2 separate regions of the Hordeum vulgare genome follow, and region 2 is linked to region 1. The links are chromatin contacts, called in public Hi-C maps. All regions are on one chromosome and are shown on one strand. Each heading gives the region's core, a stretch centred on a gene start, on an enhancer-like site or on the middle of the called end of the contact. The rest is flanking DNA. Distances are from core to core; before and after follow the strand shown. Region 1 has its middle 150 kb from the start of LOC123402657. Region 2 holds the start of LOC123402657.

Evidence for each region. A called contact is a pair of places that touch in the nucleus more often than the background predicts.
Region 2: a contact with region 1 is called in a Hi-C map of leaf, with 5 times the contacts expected there. The contact joins the promoter of LOC123402657 here to the enhancer-like site in region 1. A contact is called at or near these places in 3 of 6 Hi-C or Micro-C datasets (leaf and seedling) and 1 of 1 datasets of contacts at active chromatin or transcription factors (embryo).

The regions. Positions count from the first base shown.
Region 1 is chr6H:188,641,434-188,646,390 of MorexV3_pseudomolecules_assembly, forward strand. No RefSeq gene overlaps it. Among protein-coding and RNA genes, the nearest start is that of LOC123402657, 150 kb to the right of the region's middle. Within about 2 kb of position 3,553, at least 3 of the 3 cell types and tissues checked have open chromatin away from gene starts, as enhancers often do. A contact at or near this core is called in leaf and seedling, where this site is marked.
Region 2 is chr6H:188,794,925-188,799,675 of MorexV3_pseudomolecules_assembly, forward strand. LOC123402657 reads left to right here and starts at 1,515. Exons shown (of 2, transcript XM_045096590.1): 1 at 1,515-1,798; 2 at 1,888-2,507. The coding sequence starts at 1,627. The coding sequence ends at 2,144.

The DNA.
Region 1 (4,957 bases), core at 2,303-4,802:
CTAATAGGATTTTTACCCGCAGGGTACGTGGGTAATGGGTATCCATTGCCATCCCTAGGCTAAAGAGTCATTGTCGGTATGTACCACTATTTAATTTTGACGGTCTATAGGTTTATTTATATGGCTAGTATTGAGCTCAAGGAAACATAGTGCAATTTCCTCTTTTACTTCTGGTCAATATTGTTGTAACTACAGTCACTCCCATTCAAAATTTTCTTTATAGGAACTAAAACATGAATTTTACTGACCTGAACATTGAACTAAGGAGTAGAAAAGGTTCAGGGCATATGCGACTAATTGAAGTTTTATATTTGTGGACAAGGGATAAACGCCTAAATTAAAAGGTAGACCAGAATTTTATACTTTGTTATTGCACTTCGGCTTTTGGAATCCCTAACACGATTATCCGAGAGGTGAAGCTTAGACGCTAGTGTGGATTTGTTTGGTTGTGAATCATGATCATGAAATACGTTCATGTTGTTCCCTTTCCAGATCCTTTAGAACAAACAAACGATGACGTTGGAATAAGAGGTTACTCGATTCCCTTTTATGTCTAAGTTCATACCACAACACAGGCGTACGACAACTTCTTGAATTATAAGATTATTTTCTCTTAGATTATAAAATTTCATGATATCAAATTGTAGTACTGCAAATTTTCTCCTTTCTACTGTGTGCTTAATTGTCGCAGAAATGCACTGGTTAAATAAAATAACTAGATAATGATGCTCCATGTATTACTAGAGTCGTTGATAGCTCCGTCCACGAAGATTATTTTACACTCCCTTCTTAGGAGAAATTAGCTTAGGTTTGTGAGTGTACCTGCGAGTTTGAAAGTTAAATTAATACTACCAAGGAAGACAACAGGAAAGCGACAATGGCTCGCTTGTTCTTTGTAGCGGGACCCGGTTCTAATGATCGATAGAAATTGTAGGTAAATGACTTGTAACTATTAGAAGACATCCGTGCTCCACTACTTTCATTCCTATCATAGACATATTTGCTCATCTCAGTATGGGCACTCTTCTTAATATAAAAGTGAATATATAACACCTATACTTAAAATTGATTTAATGGTCCATCCTCTGTTACGGTCCCTTGTTTGTTTGTTATTAACATATGAGGTGGGAGAGTTTATTTTTAGTCGCCCTTGCCAAAATTGTGGACAAAGGATTCAACCTAATTGGTAGGAATCAGTGGGATCCTCCTGGTGGTGGTTGCAAGCACACACGGATATTTGTGTCAATTTAGTTAATCATGTTACTACTTGCCAATATATATTTTAATATAATAGAATCCTATAGTTTTCTTCAATACAGAGGGAATACATTTCTAACTAATATTTCGGTACATTCATGCAACCTATCTTTTGCATTTAAATCGAAGATGCAATAGGCAATCATAGCAAACCTATATAATGCATAAACCTTTACTTAGAAGGATTAAAGAATATGAATTGTCCCATCTATTATAATTGATGATGTCTATGCAATCGACACAGCAAACAAATACTACGCCAAATGATCACGCACAGAACCACCAAAAACCTTAGTTTCATATGAAGTTGCCTAACGGAATCTGTAGCATACATCGACTAATAAAGCTTGAGCATGCTTTAGTTTAAAGTAGGGCGCATTCAGGAATCAAAAGCATACAAATCGATTATTTATTATGGTTGGAAAAGAACTATTTTTAAAGTGGAGTGTGCGATCAAGAAGTTCGTCACACTTAGCCGCTTCTTATTGACACATGGAAATTTCAAATTTGCATTTTTTTAAGTTTGTGTTAGTGTATTTTTGGAGTATTGAGTGTGTAGGAATTGGTATAATAAAGTTTCAATAAGATGGCATCATTATATCCATTGTCAATTTAGCTAAACATCTTTTTTAGCAAAAAAACCTATGAACCTTGTAATATATGGTGTTGAAATTTTGCGAGGAATAGTTGATGACCCTTTGACCAAATACACTTTGATCATTGATTAATTTTAATATGTCACTTGTCCCACGACATGGATCACTTGTTCCTAGAACTTCGTCTGATGAAGGAGAAACTGGAGAACTACGTTGATGAGGCCTCAACGACTAGATCATGGAGCCAAAATGTGCTTCGCTCCACCACGGATGCTTGGTTGAAAGAAGGGTTGAAGTCTTACTTTATTATATCAAAGTCTTACTTTATAATGGATGTGAAATGGACGTCCCCGTCTCACATGAGAGGTACAAGGATAAGGTTTGCAATTTGAGCACTTGAAGATTCATTGTGAAAAAAATCTATCTCTCTATGTTTGTATTAATGTTCATCAATGTGATGAATCCGTTCACAAATAGCTTGATGATCTCCATTAGTCATGATTTGCTATTGATTTTTTGTTCATTATGTATCTTTGACTATCCAACTCCATGAATGAATTCATGTTCATATTTATATTTTCATATTCCATATTTAGAGCACGCATGTTGAGATGTGTGGAGGCATATTAAGATGTTAATATTTATGTGTATGCATTGGAGTCCATAACAACGCACAGAAGTAATGATTTGGCGAACATCATCGAAGCGCTTCGGTCCTCTCTCACAGAGAAAAAAGTGACTTTGACCTTTCACTAATAGGCATTTTGGCATTACTCCTGCGTCAAATAGGTGGTGCGTATAATTTACCCGGTTCATATTTATATTTTGCATAGATGCCAGATGCTACTTTCGTAGAGGTCATCATGCGTGTGATTCCTGACTCTCCCTCTGCAAAGTCGATCATGGGGGAAACTTGTTGGTATGGTCTGAGCTGCAGCTCGGAAGCAGCAACACGACACACAAATCCCGCCCTCGTCAACCTGTTGATCTCCGGGCCCTTCTAGAAGCTCGTAGCTCAAGGCGTACGTAGAAAAATCCTTAACGTCCCTGCAGGGGTACCGAGTGAAGTTTCTTTCTCTCATTCTCCAGGTGTCCGGCTCGAGTTCCCTCCACTCACACTACCATCAGTACTATGCCACGGCCCTGCAGCACAGAGCACACGTGCACTTGAGTTTCGGATAAGCTCGGGCACGGCCGACGGTACAAGTGCCAAAAAAACACTCGTAGATATGCAATCGCAACGCGGAAGCTGCGAACAGAATACTCCTGCCATCCCCCAAAACCAAGACCGGAAACACCGTGACGAATTCGGTGCATTTCCCCGAGCTGCTGCTCCCGATGGACGACGACGGGCCGACCGGTGCCGTACTCGTACTCGACCGACCGACCGACCGGTTCTGACGGCGACGACACACGCGCGGAGGCAGGACAGGTGGCGTCGCGGCTGAATCCTTGCCGCGAACACCTGGGCGATCGGGTTCCGTACGCTCCGCTTGGACCCTGCGCGGCCGGCCAGATGGCGCCCCGCGGGATGGATAGCTCCAGCCGGCGACAGGTGTCCCCTCGACGGCGACGGCTCTCCACGGCCCTCGCACTCGCCGCGGCAGCAGCGGGACGGTCGAAAAGGAAGCGAGCGATCGTGATCGAGGACGTACTACAGTTGTTGTTGTTGCGCACGCACGTTATTAGGCGGGGGCGCGGGGCAGACATCTCGCGGGCAGCGCGTTGGCCGCATGTTTCGCCGGCTCGGATGTGGTGGTCGTCGGTCGCTTGCGTCGTCGGAGCGGATACTTGCCAAGTCACGCTACTGCTACGTGCAGCGACGAACGATGGTGTTTACTTTCTTTCAAGATCGACCAACGAAGATGGGTCGAACCTTCGGCTGTCCCTTTCCCCGGATCTTGCCTTGCTGGGTCTGGAGTGCAGGAGTACGTACGCAGCTGTCAGTGACCTCCCTTTTTTCGACTTCTTTCTTTTTTCTCCTGAAAAAGGAAAAGAACAAGCGGGGGCGTCCGTGTAGTTTCATGCCTGCCTGCATAGCCCAAAGTGTTGTTTATTTTAATGAAAGATTTTGACCGGCTTTGGTGAGTCTAGATTAAAGGCGGAAAACCCAATAGGGGGCCAACTATATATTTCTCTTTTTTTTTTGGAAAAGGAGGGCAACTAATGTTGGATTATAGATGGACATAGGCCCATATAAGACAATAATCTTAATCATGTGAATATACGGTAAGTGATGAAATATTTAGTACCATACTGCTATACTACTAAGAGTGAGACCTCTTTATAAAAACTGTTCTATCACTTTTCATTGAGAGCTTGCGAAGAGAAGTTGTCCACGCGTGCTTTTCCTCCGCCGCCATACCTCACCCCAACACGACGCGCCCCGCGGGTTGCGGGAATGAGCCAAGCCTTAATTTTGACGGTTAGATGGTTCACTAAACGAACGTGACAATGTCTGAGATGTTGAACAATGGGCTGTTCACGGACTCAATCGTGTGTCTGGCCCAGGCCCATCTACCCGACGACCTATATAAGGTGATCGAGTGTGGAGTGTAACCTAATCCGTTCACTCTCTTCGTCTGTGTACAACCCTAGTTGTCACCCTAGCCGTCACCAAACGAAACTGCAGTTTGAGCTCGCAATCTACCGAAGCTTGCCATACAATGAAAAATTCCGCTTCAATATCTTGGAGTTTCTCTTTCCCATTAAACTATCCTTCATACGTTCACGGACGCGCCCGGTTAGTGATCGGACAGAAAAGAGAAAGATAAAAATGATTCAACCGAATCTTTCATATTATCTCTGTATGTCTAAGTTGTCCGTGAATCCTTATATCTATTTTAAATACAAGAAGAATATGAAGGCTCGCGGACGCGTCCGGTCAGTCCCCTACGTAGGATGCGACCCCATTCCAGATCTTTTTTCCTTATTCATTTTTTTCTTTTCTCTCCCTCCTTCTTCATCAATCACATGTAAGTGACCGCACATATGAAGAAAAAATTAAGAAACATGAATGTGCGTACGAACAAATAAAAGACATGTCTGATCACGTTCGTAGATGTTTAAGGGATCATATTTGGTATGTCCAGCAGTATATTCAA
Region 2 (4,751 bases), core at 265-2,764, 150 kb after region 1:
TCCTTCAATTGAGCCACCCCTAGTTTATGACACCGTCACAATCACCTGGGGCACCTCGAACAACTATGAAACCCAAGTATCCAGTAAAAGTTGAGTCGCCTGCTATATTGTCCTAGACGTCATTTGGAGCCATGTCGAGCATTCCAAACCTCACCTAAATAGGGAGGCACTCGAGTACACCACGAAGAACCTTCGTTAAGTTGAGTGGGAAAATGGTCTTTAAACCTAGAAATGGAACTTATTCGAGTGTAGAAATGTTAACTTTGAACTTATGCTCATAAAGGAATGATGCATGTATTTCCAATATTAACTATGGCCTAACACACATGATCTTACGCACCAACCCAAGAGAAATAGAAGCATTCAGTGGTGTTCATCTGTATCCAATCTAAACTGATTACTTGGTTCATCAAGATTTTAAACATAGCTAGAGATAATAATTTCAGGGAATATCATAAGATTAAGATTTCGCAAAGAAACAATACATCTACAACAAGAGTGAGAAGGGTGAAAACAGTTATTCCCGAGTCTTTCTTTGCCATCAACTCAAGGAAGAAGCATTGTGCTCCAAACAATTGTTGAATATAGTCTTTTCGTTACTTTACCTCAGTTGCCTATATTAGAGTTTGTCACTCTTTGTACTGCCCTTCAGATTTGCTCCTAATTTCCTTCCGTTTTGGCTCAGCCTCTATTAGTGGCGTCTATTCGGTTGGTGGGCTTATAAGTTACAATTTGAGGACACATTTCTTATTTTCATGGCATGAAAGTTATGAAGGACGCCGGTTGAGTCTACATGCAATTCTTTTACTTATCATCTTTTTTATTGGAAAGATCTCATGGCTAACCGTCTTGCTATATGTAGGTGGCCGCACGACTGGGCATCCCGTGGTTCGATCCCGTTACGCTGCTTCCCTTGTCTCGATTTATAGGACATGTCTATAGTTTTAGGTAAACAATTTAACTAACTAAATATACATTATATGTGATAAAAAAAATATTTAGAAACCACATCTTTTTGAGAATCTAATGGTATTTTTTACGACATATAACACATATTTAGTTAATCAAATCGATGACCTAAAACCACGTGCATTCCCTATAAACCGAGCTCTACATTAATGTTTGTGTATCATTTAATTACGTAGAGTGTGTACCTTCGTACGGATAAGTGTGGAGCGTGTTGTGAGTGTCCGCCTCTATTTTCTTAAAGGGATTTGCTATGTATATCTAGAACGTTAGTGTATTTTTGTTTCCTTTTAAACAACGAGACAACGAGTCCCACGTTATGTCTTGTATAGGAAGTTATTACGTTGTACTTTTATTAGTGTCATCCTATTCCTACCGGGCCATCACAGAAAGGAAAAGTAAAATGATTAGCGCCGTGTGAATTCGAAACGGAATTCGCTAAAGCAGGGTGTTGTGTTGAGTCCAAACACCGCGACCCGTCTCCCTCCCGCAGATTAGCCATGCTGCCCTCCTCGCCCTATATAGCAGTGCCGCCCCCGGCGCTCCAACCAAACCAGCACCGAACCCGAAACAGGGCAGGACTCCACGAGTCAAGTCAGCCACCTGCCAGCCAGCCAGCCTCCAACGCTCACCCACCCCCGCCACGCCACGACCACGACCATGTCCTCCTCCTCCTCGTCCATGGGCGCGCTCGCCGCGGCCACTGCCATGGCGCTCTCCGGCTCCCTCGTCCTCTTCTCCCTCCGCCGCTTCGCCAAGCCCAGCCTCGACGATGACGCCCATGCTTCTGACGACCCCGCGTCCCTTCGTCCATGCCTCTCCTCCCCCTCAGGTAGGCCGCTGCTGATCCCGTGACGTTTCTTCTTCTTCGTCTTTGTGCACGGGATCCTGACGGAGGTTTCTTGATTATTGGCGTAACAGACAAGCGGCCGCGCGGTGGGAAGCTGCGGCGGAAGGGGGAGAAGCGGGTGCGCTTCGCCGAGGGCGTCGTCGACAATGAGGGCGCGCTCCCCGCGGCCAGGTCCTCCTCCACGTCCCCGCCGGCGCCGGCGGCGGCCGAGCCGACGTGCAGGGGAAGCGTGACGGGATCGGACCACCGGATGCCGGCGAACCGGGAGGCGCTGTACCGCGGCATGCTCCGCGACCGCTCCGTGCACAGGACCGCCTACTCCTACTAACCGACCACACACCGTCCGAACCGCCGCCCGCCACCGTGCATAATTAGTTACCAGAGCTAGATTAGCCCAGCCCGTCCCCGCCCCCTTCCCCTGCTTTTGCTTGATCCTGTTGCTTCTTTCTTGGGTTTCTTGCTGTGCCGTTGGTGTCTGGTTGCTTTGGTAGGCAGGCAGGCAGGCAGGCTGTTGACTCTTGGTGTGCGAATGGATTATTAGCCAATTAGGAGTAGTAGCAGTAGATGATTTACCCTTTGTTGTCGATCCGCCCTTTGCATTTCCTCTGTACATAAAACCACCTGTCATTTTCTTTTGTCGTAAGATGAGAAAAAGAACGATGATGGAAGCCTGGGCTCAGTTTGCTTCGTATACGCATGCAGTTGCCATCTCAGTTACTTTTAGTTTTGTGTAAACATATCTTCAGTATATATCTTCATGATTACTTTAAAATAAGAAGGGGTCGATTAATTGATGGAGAGCTGCGGAAGATTGTTGTTGGGTGCGAAACGGGCATGCGGTTCCACGGCCACGCAGGTAAACGCCGGACGCGTGTAGACCGCGGACTCGGCCGTCCAGCGGCGGGCGACGGAGCGCTGACCGTGGAGTACCCTGGCGATACGAATGAGTCTGAGCCGTGTTAAGGGCATCTTCAATATGTTCGTACTTAGTCTTGTTGATAAAATTATCCTTATCATCAATCAACAAGGGATCATATATTATTAAAATGGCGAAAATTGCTTTTGAAGGTCGAGCTTCATGAAGGCCTTCAAAAACAAATTTCAAATTTTATAAAAAAAAATGTATTTTACATTTTAAAAAATTCTGAAAAAAATATATAGATAGATGAATGTATAATACACAAGTATGTGAATTTTTAGAATGAAATACTTTGAAAGGAGGGCTGTGTAAAAAAGACAAATCTGAGATGTTTTAACACATATTATTATTCATCATTTCAGACTATGAATTTATTTTTTTATGCAGGTCGCGTTTTAAACTATTTCGATCTGAAATTTTGCACACACACGGATCTAACCCTGGTCTAGTTGTATATTTTTTTCTGATTTTTTGAAACTAAAATTTTCGAATTTTGATTTTTTTCAAAAAATTCAGCCCCCATGAAGACGGAGTTCCAAAACGTCATTTTCTTACAATGGTTACATTTAAATTATCTAATAGAAGAAAATAAAATAAATGTAATTGCTCTCTATTTAATCTAGGAGCTGATGCAAGAGATGTTTGTTAATTTATATATAACTTTTCTCTTTCTCTATATTTATTTATTGCCACATCATTATATATTTTAGGTGACAAAGTTTATCAACAAATATCTTATAGCATATTAGAGATGCCTTGAGCTCGGTTGCTGCCGCGCTGAGCTCAACCTGGGTCACCCTATCTCTCAGGTGCGCTCATGTTCAACGGTAGTAATTTAATTTTAATGTGACATAATTATTACACATCTAAATGATTAAATCAAGCATAAAAAACATTTTCGGTCTCGGAAGCAAAGTGTTAAACCCAAAGTACACTAGTCAGTAGCTCTTGTTCTCTCTTGTCACAATTAGACACGTTTTTGGTTGAATATACAAGTTCACATGTTATATCATGGATTATATTCACGATTTTTCCATGACTGGCAAGAAAAGTGTGCTGGCAAGCACGGAAGTGCTGACTGCTTCCCTCGGTCCCCTACGGTGGTGGCTCAGGAAGCCGTTGCATCATGCAGGGATGATGATGCATGGAAAGGTTTTGTGTGTGTTCACATGTGATCTCGCTCGGTTTGGGCCGTAAACAGGGTGGTGCCGCAGCAGGACAGGCAGCGCATGTTCACAACCGGCGAGGAAGATTCCTGTATCCACTTTTGGTGTAATATACCAGTGTAAGTACATTGCTTGATTATAGAACTATGAAGGCGAGTTGTACTAGTATATGCTAAGCATGCGGACCGGGAGCGGAATAAACTAGGACTTGCTTGCTCGTCTTCTACCTACCAATGCACTATTTCCTTTGTGCTTTTTCTTTTCTTCTTCCTACAAAAAGAGATAATATAATGAGCAGCAGGATGCTTGCACGTATCTTCAATGGTTTGATCAATTCGTTTTCTCTTTGAAAAAACGAGCCTCCTCGTTGATTTACATTAAAGGACAGTACTATAAAACGGTGCTGCACCGATGCATTATCATGCAGCGGCTACCTAATCAGTTTCCAGCGAATAAATGAACATCACGTGTCCGTGTAATTTTATTCCTACTTGCGCATAATATCGTTGTTCCTGGCCACAAGCACGTCTTCATGCATGCATGCAAACCAATACATCAGCTTGATGTAAGCAAATATTTCCCTAGTTTTGAGTTTTTAAATTTTTTTATCTCTTAAACCATTAATTTAATTAATGATCCGCTTTAACAATTAGGTTCCTCACGACAAGATCTTCGAATCTAGATCCCATATAGATATGTTTCAACATCTTTTTTTTCATCGGTAATTGCCAGATTACTATCACTTAGTTATCGGTATATTAGCAACTTAGTGACCAGTCACAAATAACTTAGTTGCCATCTATTTTTACATTTTAGTTGTGTCAAGTTACCATTTTTATTTCATGCAGCT